Regions from separate parts of the Oryctolagus cuniculus genome. Here region 1 is linked to region 2. A link is a contact called in public Hi-C data. All regions are on one chromosome and are shown on one strand. Each heading gives the region's core, a stretch centred on a gene start, on an enhancer-like site or on the middle of the called end of the contact. The rest is flanking DNA. Distances are from core to core; before and after follow the strand shown.

Region 1 (5,587 bases), core at 2,799-5,298, 52 kb after region 2:
GGGTATCTAAGTGGTTAAAAAAAAGAGAGAGAGAGAGAGAGAGAGAGAGAGAGAGGAGAGAGAGAGAGTTTCTCTTAGGTCAAAACACTGTAATTAGGCAAATCTCTGCCCCTTTAAGTCTCAAACTCTGATTATACTACAATAAATTTTCTGAAAAGTAGCTTTCAGGTAGACCACCAGTATTGCTTACACTTTGGCAATTATCATTGTGTTTTCTTTACTCCACAAATGGGATGCCTTCAAAATTATAGAAAAATCAATGACACATTTGTGCTTTGATATCAAACAAAATATAATGCTTGTTGTAATAATTCTAACCATGTTTCAGCATGTTCATGATGGTAGTAATATGTAGTACAAATACCTACACTTCATTAGTCTGAAAGGTCCACATTACAAATGACCTTACAGAGGGTCATAAAATACGTTACTCAGGTGGGCATTTGGTCTCGCAGTTAAGTCGTTCATTTGGACACCCACATTCTATTTCAGAGTGCCAGGATTCGAACCTCAGCTACTCTAATTACAACCCAGTTTCCTGCTTATGTGCAGGCTGGGGAGCTGCAGAGGATGGCTAAAGTATTTAGGTCCAGCTACCTGCTAAGCTGCCTGGGAAAGCGTCAGAAGATGGGCACACTTCAACCCGGCCCAGCCCTTTGGGGCTGCGGCCATTTGGAGAGTAAAACAGCAGATGGAAGATCTCTCTCACTCTCCGTTTCTCCCTCTCTCTATGTAACTCTGCCTCTCAAATAAATAAAATAAATCTTAAAAAAATAATTAGGTGCCTGCCATCCATGTGGGAGACCCAGATTCAGTTCCTGGCTCCTGACTTCAGGCATCAGCCTGATCCAGCCCTGGTTGTTTCAAGCATTTGGAGAGTGAACCAGGGGAAAGGAGCTCTCTCTTTTCTGCCTTTCAAAAATAAAATTAAAATAAACAAATAAGAAAAAAGCTTAAAAATGTTACCATATTTACAAGCACAAAAACATATAAATATTTATATGAAAGAAGCAATCAAAAGCATTTGCCAGAAATAGATTATTCACCTAAACAACAATCTTTTTATTTCTTCTACAAGTTTATACAATTCTGCATTCTTTAAAACCTTGATCCAGTTACAGTTGTCAGCCAGAATTTTAAAATCTATGAAACACTATATATACTCATTCTTATAACACTTCTTAAAGAAATTTTAAGTAAATTTATTCCATTAAATTAAATGAAACTAAAATGTGAACAGCCTAATTGATGACTAAAAAATTAATATCTTCTAAAAAAAAAGTCTTAATAGCCTAGAACAGAAAATTACTATCTCTATTGGGATTTCTACAGTTTATTGTTTTCAATGCATTTCACCAAATAAGGAGGGCCTGCTTCTGATAACCTTGGAAGTATGACCGGAACTAAATCTGTTCTTTGAAGCAATTAAGCTGCACCGATCTAAATGCCTCCAGAAGGCAGCCATGCAAACTAGTGAATTACTCTGAAAATATATAGCAGTGGAAGTCAACATACCTCCCACCCCCTTAGGCTGCTCTAAGTCCCTTTACCTGTGCAAGTATGGAAGCATTTCAGAGTAGAAACTACAGATAACCATAGTATAAAGAGTTAACTCCTCCACAGAGCTGCTTTTGTGAGTTTCATCATTCTACTGAACTTGTTTAGTGACTACCTTCTAATAGAAGCAAAATGAGCCAGGTGTTACAATGTGTTCATCACCAGAAACAATCATTCAAGGCATGTGCAAAACCAAAATCCACTTGACATTTCAGAATGGGAAAAATAAATAAATAAAAAACACAACAGTACAGAAAAGGAATGTGAGTCCTTGAATTCTACACTAGCAACAAAAATAGGAGCCGAGAAATGTTTATTAATATTTTCATAATCTCATACCCACGGCCTCTCTCAGGACTCCCAGACAACTTGGGGATGTTGAAACTTAAGGCAATCTACAGATATCAGACATACAATCTGATGGCCAGAGGGCTTTTCTTTGACCTTTCTCTTAAAGACAATTCAGGGACCCTGGGTTCACTTCAAAAAAAAAAAAAAAAAAAGTCATGGCAAAATAGGATTAAAAAGGTAAGTTCATTTTGGTACAAAAACATTTGAAGCCCATGCAAGATTTTTTCATAATAGGCATACATGAGTTTTTTTGACAAAGTACCACTTCTATTTACCAAACCCTCTTAAAACGAAATCCAGAGAGGAAAGATATTGTCTTTCATGGTACATTTTTCATACTTATTGTACCATGAATTTATTTGTGCACTGAAAACCACACATTCACATTTTGCTACAAAATATGCTGCAAAATATCATCCAGGACCTCCAAGGCAGTGTGTGAAATTTAAACTTCTGTGCTTTATTGTGTATCTTGCTTCCCTTGTATTTACCTCCCAGAAATAATAGCTCATTTTAACCTCAGCAATGCTTCACCTGACCGGGCCACAGGCAGTCTACCAACCACATAAACTCACTAAACAGTACAAACTCATAAACCCCCTGCGAGGAGTATGGAGGTAGCTCTCTCAATCCTGACCCCAGGGGGAAGAAAAGAAATTCATCCATTTAGCTTTGTGGTCATAAAACTGTAAACAGACTGGCACGGTCATAACCAAATCCAAGCATTATTAGTCTCCATTTTTGTCTTTCAAATACCAGGGAAATGAAACCACTCCATCTTCCCTGGTCTACCGGAGCAACACAGCACTTCCACGACTAGCGCTGCTCTTCTCTTTTCCTGGATATCATTTTCCTTTGCCTAGCAGGCTTAACAGGGCTGGCTGTCCCTCATGCAAAGACTACAATGTTGCTCTTCAAATGCCCATTACATTAGATCCTAAAACAGAATGCAAGTTGTTTACAGCGCAAAAGCACTACCCTACTTAGTATCAGTTTACTAGTAAAGGCCTATCTCATTCCTTGCCTGAGGAGGGGAAAAAGCTCTTAACTTATTACCAGACATCATTAAAGATCAGAGCCAAGAGATCCAAACTGAGAATGAATTCACTCCGAAGCTCTGCCTACTGTTAGTAGCAGGTTCTGTTGCAGTGGATATAAAGTTTCAAAATGTGACAACAGGGATATCCTTCCCAGCTCAGTAACTTCCTCCTCAGGAGTAAACGGAAGGGCAGCCATCACTATCAGCAAGCCAAGCTCCAAGGATGAATGCTGTTCACACTTGCAAGGGTTAAGTGCCTGCAAGGCCAAAGGCACCAGACTGCAAAAGCAATGTTGCTTTCCTAAACTCTGAGAGGTTTCTAACAAACCAAATACTTGTTGATCTGCTCACAATAAACACCAGCAGGACTGTCAGGCTCCTTTCACCGTCTGCGGGGATGCATTTACATACTGCACCCAGTGACAACAGCCTGCTGGTGTCCTTTATAAAAGTTGAGTAGCTAGAAGCCTCATTCAGTGCCTCCCGTCCAAATGACTGCAAGAAGATGCAATTGAAAATCGTGAAGTCTCCCGTCTGGCTTGGGCAGCACAAATACTGCGCATAAAACACTTGGAGTAGTTCAGGGACAAGACAAACCCACCTGAATGGACGAGGAACACTGTCTGTTGCCATGGCAGCCTGATCTAATTACAGGAGTGATGAGGGCTGGAGTAAGTGCACCGAAAACCTACACCGCCGCCGACACGGATCCACAGGACGAGAAAGACAGGCGGCCAGGAGGTCCAGGGGAGCCCTTCAACCTCTATTTTACGGAGGAGGTGGCATTCAACACCATTTATTTGCAGAGCTGCTAAAATATTGACTGATGCATGCAATCAGGGGAGATTACATGCCAGAGCAGTGTCTGCTGTGGTGCAATCCTTGCCGAGGGAGTTCATGTGCAGGATTTTCTCTTCCACCTCTCTACTGATTCCCTCAGGCATCAGCTTTATTCCACAGACAGCTCAAGACGGCTACCTCTTCCCACCCAAGGACCCGGAGCGGAGGCTTCCCAGGGAAAGACTCCCCAGAAACCCAAACAGAAGCGGCTCAGTTAACACACTCGCAAAAGTAACTAGCAGTGCCTAAAAATAACCACTCGGTAACTACCCACTGCAGCGCGCGCTCCATAAGGATGCTGCTGAAATCCGAAGAGCAGCCTGCATTATACAACGCGAATGTCACTGCGATGTGACTGCGAGATGGCCCAAGCAGCCCTCCCTCGCACAGTCGCGTCCCCGGGGCGCGCACGGCGGGACGCGCAGGGAGAGCGCCACGCCAAGGCATTTGTTCTTCTTCCGTGGGAGGAAGAGGGTCTCCTCCCGCTGCTGTCTCCTGCGGCTCGCACCGGGAAGCTACGAGTCTCTTCGGGGACAGAACCAGTTCGGAGGAGTCCCTACTGCACAACATACGGTAAACAAAATAAAAATAGCCAGCCGCTCTCCTTAGCCACACGGCGCATTATATAACCAGCTTCCGATGGCTTTTTTTTTCTTTTGCCCCTACTACTCTTCAGCAATTTCTCAACCTCCCGAAGTATTTATATTGCCCTCCTTGTAGGATTATGCACCAAGAAAGCAAAACAGGCACGGGATCGAAGCGGACCTCCTCGTCCTTAGAAGCTTTTTTTTTTTTTTTTTTTTGCTTTTTCTGGCAGCCTCTCCAGAACCATCCGACTTCCACCCCCCAACTAAGCTCCTTGCTCAATCTCCCTAGAAAACCTGAATTGTTTCAGCGCCCCCAGCCAAGCCCCCCTACGTGGTCTGAAATAAAATGAAAGCGCAAGCCGCGGAGTTTCCGCAGGCGGCCCGAGGGCGCGGGGCCGAGGACGCGGCAGGCGGCCCCGGGGGCGGCGGAGCCCCCTCCCGGCGCGCACTCGTACCCGCACCCCCATCCGCACCCGCACCCTCTTGCTCGTACCGCGCCGCGCGCCCACGCCGCCTCACCTCTCGCTCCGCCTGGCCGGCCGCGGCCCTGCCCCCTGCGGGACCGGCCTGCGCGCAGCACTGGAACCACGTAGGAGGCGGCGGCGGCGGCCGCGGGAGTGGCAGAGTGTCCGGCCCGGCCCCGAGCGAGCGAGCGAGCGGCGGGGCTCCGAGGCGCATCCCAAGCCCCGCAGCGCCTCCTCCTCCGCCGCCGCCGCCGCCTCTTCCCCTCCTCCTGGCTTCCCATTCACCCTCCCGGCAGCCGCGCAGCCCTTCACTCCCGGCGCAGGGCAGCGCCCGCCGCCGCTCCTCTGCTCCTGCCGCGGGCGCTGGCGGGGACGCGGGCCCGGGCTGGGGCGCTCGCGGGCTCCCGGCTCCGGGCGGCGGCGGCTGCACATGATCAGGAAGCGGCCGCACCAACAGGGCGGCGGTGGCGGCGGTAGCCAGGGCCGCCACCGCCACTCCAGCCCCGCTCCGGGCACCCTCACGCCTTGCGCCGCGCGCAAAGTCCGGCCCGGCGCCGGGAGCAGCCCTCTCCCAGCCCGCAGCTGCACGCCCCGGAAGGCCGGCTTCGGCGGGCAGACCCCCACCCGGGAGCGCCGGGGCCAGGCGACCACCGGCGGGGAAGCCTAGCCCTCCCGAGCCCCGCTCGCGCTCACCGCCCCCCTCTGGGGAGGAGGATCGCGAAGGAAGCGGCGGGGGGCAGGAGGACAGC
Region 2 (5,464 bases), core at 1,105-3,604:
GGCAAATAGCTCAGTAACCAGATGGTAGGCCAAAAGTTTCTATTAAAAGAAAGATGTGAGTGACTTAATTCATGGGTATTTTATAACCTGATAGATAATCCTATTGCCATTGTTTTTCTAATTAAAGAATTCTTAAATACTTTGAAAATATAAAATATTCCTTAAAAAAAAAAACAAAAAAGGGCATATCTCTCCCCAATTTTCCCCAAAAAACACAAACACACACAAAAGATGTTAGATTTCATTGACATGAAAAACTGCTCATCCTAAAACACAGTTTAAAAAATGAGAAGATAAGCCAATCACTGGAGGAAAAAGGCTGGAACCCAGATTTCTAACAAAGACAGGTATGCAGAACTTGTAAGGACCATACATCAAAAATGTGCCATTAGGGGCTGGTGGTGCAACAGGTTAAGCCATCGAATGCAATGCCGGCATCCCACATGGGTGCCAGTTCAGGTTCCGGCTGCTCCACTTCTGATCCAGCTCCCTGCTGATGCATCTGGGAAAGCAGGGGAACATGGCCAAGTGCCTGGGCCTCTGCCACCCTTGTGGGCAACCCAGATGGAGTTCTAGGCTCCTGGCTTTGACCTAGCCCAGCCCCATCCATTGCAGTTATTTTGGGGAGTGAACCAGCAGATAGAAGATGTCTCTGTCCTTCGCTATCTCTCCCTCTCTCTGTAGCTCTGCCTTTCAAATAAATAAATAAATAAATCTTAAAAAGCATGGGGGGGGGGGCACAGTGGGAGGAAGAGGCGATCAACCCTACCTTGTAAATGGTCAAAGGACCTGAAAGACACTCCACAAAAGAAGATACACAAATGCCCAACCAAGAAGACACTCGACATCCTCAGGCTTCAGAGAATCCAGTCAAAACAGTGTGATACTACTTCACTTAACAACAGCATGGCTCAATGGAATGTGACTATCAAATGCCAGTGAGCAGTGCAGTGACCAGGGGGCAGCTCAGGGAGGCAGCACAAAATACTACAACCACTGCAGAAAACTGGCAGTGTTGCACAAAATGACACATGTACCCTATGTCCCAGCAGTTCCACTCAGAAGAGAAATGTAAACACATGGCCACCCAAAGACCTGCAGCCATAGGGTTCATAGCTGCTTTCTTTGTAACAGTCAAAATGTGGACACAACTCCAATGTTCACAAGCAAGGGCACGGAGAAGCTGTGGTGTACACACACAGTGCAATACTGGACAGCGTGGAAAAAGATAAAATGAATTACTGATACATGTAACAATGGGAATGAATTTCAAAACATGTTGAATAAAATAAGATACAAAATGTTACACAGTGACATTGCATTCCTATTGAAGTTCAAGAACAGATAAAACTTTCCAGGTGGAAGAAATCTGAGCAGGGGTCGACTTTGGCCAGGTGGGAAGTGACAGGCAGGCGTACAAGGACTCCCGTTGGAATGACGGAAATGCCCTATATCTGTGTTTTTTTTTTTTTTTAATGTATGCCTTGTATCTGGATTACTGTGCTGGTTCTGCAGATATATGCATTTATCAAAACCCATTGAAGTGTATGCTTAATTTGCTGTATGTAAATTTCAACGTAACTAAAGTCTTCCTGGCTGAAAATTCATGTTAGTAAAAAGAACGATGCACTTTCCATCTGGAAGAACTGGCTGGGGGCAGAGAACCCTGATTCTGCACAAAGGAACAGGCGACCAAGCTTAAGGGGAAAACGCCCTGCCAGGATCCCAGTGACAAACAGCGCCAGGCCTGGGAAGAAGGTGGCCTGTAGCAGTGAGAGAAGAAACAGAGCAGGCTGAGTCAGAAGGGGAAGGTACAAGCCAAACAGGAAGACAGGAGTGAACTTGACGTTAAGTAGTAGAGACCTAAAAGGACAGTTCACAATAATCCAGTCACCATGTGTACCCACAAATTCACCAAGGGCAGCTGTGCTTGGAAACTGCTCTCTTCCTCGTCCTACACCTCTGATAATCAAATCGGAAGCCAGGAGGAGGAAATTCAGTGCCGGCTGCAGCCTGAATCTCCCCCTCCGGTTTGTTTTTTGTTTTGTTTTGTTTTGGCTTTTTCAAGCAACCACGTTCAGTACAGCCGCCTTCTAGGGTAATACCCTGCATGTGGGGTCTCATCATGGAGGGACATCAGCCAGTCGCAGCAGCAAGTCTTTTCCACGTTTCTATCCACACACTAGGATAATGAGATTCACGATCTATTCATTCCCCTTAGTCAGTGAATGAAGCTCTCTGATAGCAAGTCCCTACGAGGGAGTATGTGAGTTAACTGGAGCCCAAGCTGGCCTCGGGAACCACAGATAGCATTTCTCCTCCTTGCAGCTGAATTACTAAGACAAGCGGGAGATGACTCACACGCACAGCTGATGAAGCAATTAATGCCAGCTCGCCCTCTCTTAATCACCCCTTCCAGAGAACAGAGTCATGCACAAGTATTAACCCTAGCTGAACAAGCTGATGCCGCGTGAGTACCGTGAACTTCACCAAACGCCGGAGTGACAAGGGCAGAAGAGGAAGCTTCCTGCCCCAATCATCTGCAGACAGGGCCTCTCTAGGAGTAAGTTTCAACCCGATTGCCCTGACCGAGCCAACTTCCTCTATTTCAACTTGCAAACGCTGGGTTTACAGGAATAGCATTCTGAGAGATTCCTATAAATGTAGTAGCTTACTTGCTAAATTTTTAAAAAAGGAGAACAGAGCCAGAGGACACCACCGACTTGGGGTACCCCTGGGGTGCCCGCAGGCTGCAGCATCGCAGCTGGTCGATATCATCTTGGCTACTTGCGTGAGAACTGCTCAATCCAAGAATCACTTCTGGTTTCCACTGGCCTAGGTGTGAAGAGAGAGTGGAGCATTCAGGGGCAGGACAGCATCTCAGAAAACACCTAGTGCAGGGATTTCGGTGAATGTGTGTTGGGGAAAGGGCATGTACAGATACGAAATTCAAATAGAGTACCTTCTCCTACATACTCTTCTCCCATCCGCCTCCTACTCATCTTTAACATGTGGTCCCGGGACCAGCAGTATCAGGATCACAGGGGAGCCTATTAAGAAAGTATATTCTCAGGTCCCCCCCTCCACCAGACCTAGCAAACCAGAAACCCTGAGCATGAGGCCCCAGAGAACTGAGGTATGACAAGCCTCACCCTACCCTCTGGGGGAGATTCTGACAACAGCTCAAGCGTGAGAACCAGTGCCCAGGCATATGCTCCCCTGGCCCCCTGGTCCTGAACACCCTCTCTCTGTCTCAGAGGTGTGGGACGGGCAAAGCGATTCAGTCACTTTGGCTGTCCAGTAGCAGGGTCCGGAGAGTTGATGCCACTTGTGTAAGTCAGCAGTGAAACCCACTCTCCTGTGTAAAGCAATGTATAATCCACTCATAATAGAGTTCTACAGTAACCCCATGAGTAGTCAGAACTGATAGGATTATCTCTAATTCACAGAGGAAGAAGCTGGGGCTCAGGCAGCTTAAAGACGGAATCAAGTCGCTTACAAAACTGAGGAACAGAACCGAGACCAGGCCTATCATTTCCTAATGTCTGGACCTCTGTTCTCACTGCCTGGCACCTCTGTGGTGTGTGCCCACACACGCGTGCAACATGCCCTTGTGTGTGAGAGTTTGCAGATAGAGACATGATGGTAAACACTCGGAATCATACATGATGGTCTTCAAATGTCATCATCATCAAATCCCGACTGTCCCCATTGGCGCGTGCCACTCCTCCTCTCGTCTCTCACCCCACCCACCTTGTGAGCCCGCCCCGTGTCCCTGGATGAAGAAGGTACCAGATGACTGAACAGAACACAGTTGGAAAGCACCCACCGTCAGTGGTGCGTGTACAACAGCCACCAAACACTGAGGACAGCAGCGAATTCCCTCCAGTTTTCCCGACCCATTCCTTTTTTTGGTTGTTTTCTCTTTTAAATAGGTGCTAACACTTCTGAAAAAAATACATAACATTTATTCATTTTGGAAAGTACAGAAATAACAAAGAGGGGAATAAAAATATCCCAGCTGACACTTAACACATATCCTGTCTGCCTTTTGCGTAGCACTGATATATAAATAGTTAACAGTATGCATGTATTAATGTTTTTAAAGTTGGAATATGCTGCGTAGTCTCTTGTATATATTCTTTTATACTTCTACCATGGGTTCAGGTTTATATGGTGGGGATATGCTATATCATAATGAAAGAAGATGCTTGTGATGCAACTCTATTTTTCACACTTTCAAAGAAGGGTTACTAATGTTTTAGATTAATAAAATAATTGCCCTAGGTGAATTCTTATCCTGCTCCATTCCAGGAAGTATGAGCTGTGAAATGTGCCAAATAACTCACACCATTCTGTGCCCAAAGGTCACAGAACCAGGTTTCACTAAACTCTAATCCCTGCCTGGTCTGTTATTTTGGGCAGGAACAGAATTTCCCACATGGGGGGCTGGCGCTGTGGCTTAGTGTGTTAAGCCTCTACCTGTAGTGCCGGCATTCCATATGGGCACCAGTTTGAGTCTCAGCTACTCAAACTCATCCAGCTCTCTGCTTATGGCTTGGGAAAGCAGCAGACAATGGCCCAAGTGCTTGGGCCCCCGCACCCATGTGGGAGACCCAGAAGAGGCTCCAGGCTGCTGGCTTCAGCCTGACCCAGCCTCAGCTGTTGCAGCCATTTGGGGAGCGAACAAGCAGATGGAAGAGACTCTGTCTCGGACTCTCTCTCTCCCAGCAACTCTGCCTTTCAAAATAAATAAATAAATATTAAAGAATTTCCCACGTGGTCACCTAAAGCAGACATCCACCTTCCCATACTCCAACACTCTTCTTCTGCTCTAATCCAGGCTCTCAGTAATTCTCACGTGGGGAACAGAAGGTAGTACAGTGCTCCCCTTGTGGACTCATCACCACCCTGGGACAGATCTAATACACACCTGCATATGCACTCCCATGAAAAATAATAAACTTGGCTTATATTACAGAGCACAGCCCATGCCCCTCACCCACAAGGTATGCTTTTCATACATTTTAGATACTGCAGCCATCTCAAGAGGTGAAGACTACTGTTTAACCATTAGACATCAAGAATCCCATAGCTTACAGACACTGAATGACTTGCTCCAAGTCAAACAGCTAGTCAAACCAGGAGTAGCTTCACACTGGAACCTACACCATTTGCTAACTCAAAAACTGTCGGCCGGCGCCGCGGCTCACTAAGCTAATCCTCCGCCTTGCGGCGCCGGCACACCGGGTTCTAGTCCCGGTCGGGGCGCCGGATTCTGCCCGGTTGCCCCTCTTCCAGGCCAGCTCTCTGCTGTGGCCAGGGAGTGCAGTGGAGGATGGCCCAAGTGCTTGGGCCCTGCACCCCATGGGAGACCAGGAGAAGCACCTGGCTCCTGGCTCCTGCCATCGGATCAGCGCGGTGCGCCGGCCGCAGCGCGCCGGCCGCGGCGGCCATTGGAGGG

The links. Hi-C and Micro-C count contacts between places; a contact is called where the count stands out from the background.
Region 1: a Hi-C map of psoas muscle shows a contact between it and region 2, with 1.7 times the contacts expected there. The contact joins the promoter of LOC138849695 here to the enhancer-like site in region 2. A contact is called at or near these places in 4 of 6 Hi-C or Micro-C datasets (ear pinna, embryonic fibroblasts, psoas muscle and 1 more).

What each region holds. Positions count from the first base shown.
Region 1 is chr5:144,044,161-144,049,747 of mOryCun1.1, forward strand. It overlaps LOC138849695, which reads left to right and starts at 4,049. Exons shown (of 2, transcript XR_011388744.1): 1 at 4,049-4,360. All of the region lies in intron 1 of ATXN1 (ataxin 1), which reads right to left.
Region 2 is chr5:143,994,162-143,999,625 of mOryCun1.1, forward strand. All of the region lies in intron 2 of ATXN1 (ataxin 1), which reads right to left. Among named protein-coding and RNA genes, the nearest start is that of ATXN1, 54 kb to the right of the region's middle. Within about 2 kb of position 2,355, at least 2 of the 8 cell types and tissues checked have an H3K27ac peak or open chromatin away from gene starts, as enhancers often do.